2 separate regions of the Sus scrofa genome follow, and region 1 is linked to region 2. Evidence: chromatin contacts called from public Hi-C data. All regions are on one chromosome and are shown on one strand. Each heading gives the region's core, a stretch centred on a gene start, on an enhancer-like site or on the middle of the called end of the contact. The rest is flanking DNA. Distances are from core to core; before and after follow the strand shown. Region 1 has its middle 23 kb from the start of CROT. Region 2 has its middle 49 kb from the start of ABCB1.

Evidence for each region. A called contact is a pair of places that touch in the nucleus more often than the background predicts.
Region 1: a contact with region 2 is called in a Hi-C map of liver, with 7 times the contacts expected there. The contact joins two enhancer-like sites. A contact is called at or near these places in 4 of 47 Hi-C or Micro-C datasets (embryonic fibroblasts, liver, mesenteric adipose tissue and 1 more).

The regions. Positions count from the first base shown.
Region 1 is chr9:93,329,197-93,332,473 of Sscrofa11.1, forward strand. No RefSeq gene overlaps it. Among named protein-coding and RNA genes, the nearest start is that of CROT, 23 kb to the left of the region's middle. Within about 2 kb of position 1,420, at least 1 of the 83 cell types and tissues checked has an H3K27ac peak or open chromatin away from gene starts, as enhancers often do. A contact at or near this core is called in liver, where this site is marked.
Region 2 is chr9:92,999,957-93,003,148 of Sscrofa11.1, forward strand. No RefSeq gene overlaps it. Among named protein-coding and RNA genes, the nearest start is that of ABCB1, 49 kb to the right of the region's middle. Within about 2 kb of position 1,360, at least 2 of the 83 cell types and tissues checked have an H3K27ac peak or open chromatin away from gene starts, as enhancers often do. A contact at or near this core is called in liver, where this site is marked.

The DNA.
Region 1 (3,277 bases), core at 170-2,669, 330 kb after region 2:
AGAGACTAATCAAGGGCAAGACAAAAAATGCTTTTGGGAAATGTAAAATGCTATAAAACATAAATCAGCACAGTTGTCGTAGTTTTTATTTTCTTTAGATCTATGCAAGTCTCTCATCATCCCTGGGATCAAATTCTGTTGAAGATTCTGTTTATCAGTAGTACAATGATGTAATTAACTCAGGAAGATGGAAGCAGTGAAGAGCAACAACTCAATGATATATATCTCAAAAATTTTTTACATTAACAGAAGCTTCCTGGGAACAATTATATTTAAAATGAATGACACTTTTTTTCTTCTTAGGGCTGCACCCTCAGCATATGAAGTTTCTCAGGCTAGGGGTAGAATCAGAGCTGCAGCTGCACATAGCAATGTGGGATCCGAGCTGCATCCGCAGCTTATGCCAGAGCTTGTGGCAATGTCAGATCCTTAACCCAATGAGTGAGGCCAGGGATCAAACCCACATCCTCATGGATACCAGTTGGGTTTGTCACCACTGAGCCACAACAGCAACTTCTATATGACCCTCACTTTTTTTTCCTAATGATTTTTATTTTTTCCATTATAGTTGGTTTACAGTGTTCTATCAATTTTCTGCTATACAGCAAAGTGACCCAGTCACACATACATATATAGATTCTTTTTCTCATGCTATCCTCCATCATGCTCCATCATAAGTGACTAGATAGAGTTCCCAGTGCTATACAGCAGGATCTCATTGCTTATCCATTCCAAATGGAATAGTTTGCATCTATTAACTCTAGATTCCCAGTCCATCCCACTCCCTCCTCTTCCCCCTTGAAAACCACAAGTCTGTTCTCCATGTCCATGAGTTCCTTTTCTGTGGAAAGGTTTATTTGTGCTATATATTAGATTCCAGATATGCGATATCATAGGATTTTTGTCTTTCTCTTTCTTACTTACTTCTCTTATATGAGAGTCTCTAGTTCCATCCATGTTACTGCAAATGGCATTATTTTGTTCTTTTTTATGACTGAGTAGTATTCTGTTGTGTATATGTACCACATCTTCTTAATCCATTCATCTGTTGATGGACATTTAGGTTGTTTCCATGTCTTGGCTATGGTGAATAGTGCTGCTTTTCTATTGAACTATGAACACACCCTCACACCATACACAAAAATAAACTCAAAGTGGCTTAAAGACTTAAACATAAGACAAGATACCATCAAACTCCTAAAAGAGAACATAGGCAAAATATTCTCTGACATCAATTTTACAAATGTTTTCTTAGGTCAGTCTCCCAAAGCAACAGAAATAAAGGCAAAAATAAACCATTGGGACCTAATCAAACTGACATTCCCTTTTCAATTTGAATCACTGCCCGACACACTTTGAGATTTGTACTTTTCACTGACAATTCTGCTCACAGCAGTAAACATGCCCTCCTTCCCCACAAGTGGACATAACCTTCAAAAGGGTCTGAGTAGGCAACTTGAAGGCCAGCCTATCCGGGAATTCATTTTAGCTCCTGTTGATTTTCCAAATTCAATTTATTTACTTACCTCAAATGAGTTTACAAAATCAAAATGTTCTTACTTGGATTAAGTTTGTTTCAACTCGTATAGTTTACGTTGCTGTCAGAAGCTGTAAAATGTCAAGGTTAAAAAAATAACCTAAGTCCAGAAGGCAAATTTCAAAATAGGAGGGACATTTTGGTCCCTTTACGAATATTTTGAAAAAGAAGCAAAGAGAACACAGAAGGTCATTAGCACTGAAAAGAATAAATATGCCCCCTTGATATTGCTAATATTGTAATGATCTCCAAGTAAATTGGGACACCAATTCCATCATATGTGTGTTAGTTTTCTAGGGCCGCCATCACAAAATACCACAAACTGGGCAGCTTAGACAACAGAAATTAATTTTCTCACGGTCCTGGAGGCTAGATATCCAAGATCAAGGTGTCAACAAGTTTGGTTTCTTCTGCAGCCTCTCTCCTTGGCTTGCAAATGGCCACTTCTTGCCGTGTCCCCACCTGGCTGTTTGTCTGTACATATGGATCCCTGGTGTCTCTCTGTGTCTTAATCTCTTACAAGGACACTGGTCAGATTGAATTATAGCCTGGCCCCAACAGCCTCATATTAACTTAATTGTTACTTTAATTTAAAATGCTCTTTAAGTGTGGTTGCCAAGGGGAACAGGGAGGGAGTGGGACAGACTGGGAGCCTGGGGTTAATAGATGCAAACTATTGCATTTGGAATGGATAAGCAATGAGATCTTGCTGTACAGCACTGGAAACTATATCTAGTCACTTGTGATGGAGCATGATGGAAAATAACGTAAGGAAAAGAATGTGTATATGTATGTGTGACTGGGTCACTTTGCTGTACAGCAGAAAATTGACAGAACACTGTAAACCAACTATAATGGAAAAAAATAAAAACCATTAAAAAAATTTTTTAAATAAAATGCTCTTTAGGATTTCCCTTGTGGTACAGCAGGTTAAGGATCTGCCATTATCACTGCAGCAGCTCAGGTCATTGCTGTGGCAAGGGTTCAATCCCTGGCAAGGGAAATTCCACATGCCTTGGCATGGCCAAAAAAAAAAAAAATATATCCTCTTTAAAAGTTTGATTTAAAAATTGCCAAAACTGGAGTTCCCGTTGTGGCTCAGCAGGTTACAAACCTGACTAGTATCCATGAGGGAGAGGGTTTGATCCCTGGCCTTACTCAGTGGGTTAAGGATCTGGCATTGCCATGAGCTGCAGTGTAGGTCACAGTCACTGCTCAGATCTGGCATAGCTGTGGCTGTGACATAGGCTGCAGCTGTAGCTCTGATTGGACCCCCAGCCTAGGTACCTCCATATGCTTCAGGTTTGGCCCTAAAAAGCAAAAAAATAAAATAAAATAAAAAGAAAAACTGCCAAAATGCAGTCACATTCTGAGGTAATGGGGACTAGAGCTTCAACAAATGGATTTTAAGGGATACGACCAGTTCATAATGACGTGTAAATCAAAGAACCACAGGTCCATTAGTACTTTACTAATATGCTAATACTTCTAGAACTAGTGTGGAATAAAGGATTATACTAAGGTTTCTTTTTAAAAGACTTTAGGTTTAGGGAGTTCCCTTTGTGGCTCAGTGGTTAATGAACCTGACTAGGATCCATGAGGATGTGTGTTCGATCCCTGGCCTCACTCAGTGGGTTAAGGATCCAGCGTTGCCATGAGCTGTGGTGCAGGCCAGCAGCTGTGTTAATTTCTGCTGTACATCAAAGTGATTTAGCTATACATATATATTTTTTAATATTA
Region 2 (3,192 bases), core at 110-2,609:
ATAGCAAAAAAGACAAAAAAAAAAAAGAGTATTTTTATCTAAGACCATACAGTTTTACATAAAAAATATAGAGGTGAACTCATCATTACCATAAAAATTAATACCCAGCTTTACCCATTCTATCAAATAAAAGGGAAAGCCTTATGGGAACTGTTAAAAAAAAAGTTAAGAAACTTATTGGCACAACCTATATTTTAATTAAAAAATTAAGAAAAAAATAAATATGGTAATGTATAAAATTAAAAAAAAGAAATTAGAGTAGTCTCATAATAGTATTGTACCAATGTTAACATCCTGGATTTGGATTTGTATTATAGTTACTACCTGCTGTCATTCAGGGAAGCTGGATGAAGGGTACACAGGACTCTACAATTTTTGCAACTTCTTGTGAGTCTTTAATTATTTAAAAAGAAAAGGCTAAGAAAGAAATACAAGGAGTTCCCATTGAAGCTCAGAAGAAATGAATCTGACTACTATCCATGAGGATGCGGGTTTGATCCCTGGCCTCCCTCAGAGGGTTAAGGATCCAGGGTTGCTGTGAGCTGTGGTGTAGGTCACAGATGTGGGTCAGATCTGGCATTACTATGGCTGTGACATAGACTGGCAGCTGTAGCTTCGATTTGACCCCTAGCCTGAGAACCTCCATATGCTGCAGGTGTGGCCCTAAAAAGCAAAAAAAACAAAAAAACAAAAAAACAAAACAAAAAAACCCTTTATTTATTTTTTTCTCTTTTTGCTATTTCTTGGGCCACTCCCACAGCACATGGAGGTTCCCAGGCTAGGGGTCGAATTGGAGTGGTAGCCACCAGCCTGCGCCAGAGCCACAGCAGCACTGGAGCCAAGCCGTGTCTGCAACCTACACCACAGCTCATGGCAATGTCGGATCCTTAACCCAATGAGTGAGGCCAGGGATCAAACCCGCAACCTCATGGTTCCTAGTCAGATTCATTAACCACTGAGCCACAGTGGGAACTCCAAAAAATACTTTGTTTAAAAAAAAATTGGGGGTTGTTTTGTTTTGCTTTTTAGGGCCACACCTGCTGTTTATGGAAGTTCCCAAGCTAGGGGTCTAATTGGACCTACAGCTGCTGGCCTACACCACAGACATAGCAATGCCAGATCTGAGCCGCTGCCTGCGACCTTCACCACAGCTCATGGCAATGCTGGATCCCTGACCCATTGAGCAAGGCTAGGGATCCTCATGGATATTGGTCAGATTTGTTTCCACTGGGCCACGATGGGAACTCCCAATTTATTGCTCTTAAAAAAGATTAAACAAAACATTTTCAGGAGCACCTTCTGTAACAGTTGTCCTTTGTCCCATGTGGAAATTCTAACAGCAAGGTTTGAAAGACCTGTGCCCTTGGACTTGGGAAAATCAGAATAGCAAAGAGAAAAGCAGGAATGCTTACAGATATATGCAAGAGGCAAAGATACATGATGAAATACTTTCACCTGGACTCTTTGAAAAAAGCTAGTTTTGGTCACAAGAAAACGTGACCTTTGAACTGGAAACAACATTCTTGCTTTCTCTACTAGGCAGCTATAGTTGAGTGTTTTCCCTCTCATTGACTTACTTGTTATGTGGAGAAGCCCGAAGATTCTCCAGTCAGAAAAAACCTGGGTTTCTGTTCTGGCTGCCTGTTTGTTCACAAATGAGTGTTTGGGCAAGCTGCTTATTTTTTCTAAGCCCTTATTTCCTTGCTGGAAGTTAAGGGATTTCAGAAGCCACCTCACTGGATTACTTGATCACTAAAGAATGTAATAAGGTATTTAGAACAATACTCAAAGGATGGAATATGGTGGGGAAAAAAATGTTGGTTGCTCTTCAAAATCATCAATTCTCTCACATGAAAAGGAAGTTCTATTTTGTATTATTTTTCTCTTAACAATTTTCTTAAGTGCCTACGGACTAGATACTAGGAGAATTATAAGACAAGGAGCTCACAATTTAAGGAGACAGGAAATAAGTTTAGTGATGTGTGTAGTTTCCATGACACAAGATTTTTTGGGAAACATGGAAAGAAGAGAGCCATCACTTCTCCTAGGAGTGCCCTGAGGATTAAAAAAGGTTCCTGGAGGCATCCTTGTTGTGGCTCAGTGGGTTAAGAACCCAATGCTATCTCTGTGAGAATGAGGGTTAGATCCCTGGCCTCAGAGGGTTAAGTATCCTGTATTGCTGTGGCTGTGGTCGTAGGCCAGCAACTGCAGCTCTAAGAAATAACAGCTAACTTGGTAGGAAGAGACAACAAATGCAAAGGCAGACCAAGATCACCAAACACTGCAATCTTCTAGGGCTATGTAGCAAACAGCTCTAGGTACCTGAACCGTTTCCAAAGGCAGCCACTGCTCAGGGCATATTTATAGATACAGATCTAAAGTAAAATCATCAATAAGGATTATATTATACTATTTAGAGTCTTTTTAACTAAGGTAGGGAAATGTATAGTCCTTTAAAGAAAACGCAATTAATCCAAAATGTTTAAAATATTGTCTACTGTGGTTTAAATTTGTACACTTACATTATTAGCTTCAGTTACACAGAAGATTGCACTGCACAATAAATGCTGAGTAAAGCACTGCAGCTGATTAGAGAATTTTAAGCTTAACTCAAACATTAGTTACATAAAAAATATGAGCCCTTTATTCCCCAGGTACACTGAGAAACAGAGGTGCTATTGTTATGTGAAGTGGCATTCAAGTTATAACATCTTGACCTGTATAAAACTAAGAACAACTACGCAAATGTTTTTAAAAGTAATTTTGAAAATTGACATTTGTCTCCACTGTACTTAGCTCATCATATGGTCTCTCCTTAAATCTTATTAGTCTTTCCATCCATAAGATAGGAAAATTATGACCTTGTGTGGGGAGTTTCTCTTAAAGTATTAGTTTAAAAGGTTAACAAATATTATTTTTAAATGTTTATGCATATATAGATTTAAACATATATTTTAATAATTTATTTTTTCATAAACTAATGTTAACTCACAGAAAGGGGATTCATATTTTAATTCTTGTCAACAGAACTAAAGTCAAAGGAATATGTAAGCTTTTTGCTTTTCTTTTTTTTTTTTTTTTTTTTTTTTTTCCATTAGGGCTACACCCGGAACATAGGGAGGTTTCCAGGGGTTGAATCGGAGCTACAGCTGCCTGCCTACACCACAGCCACAGCAACATCAGGTCTGAGCC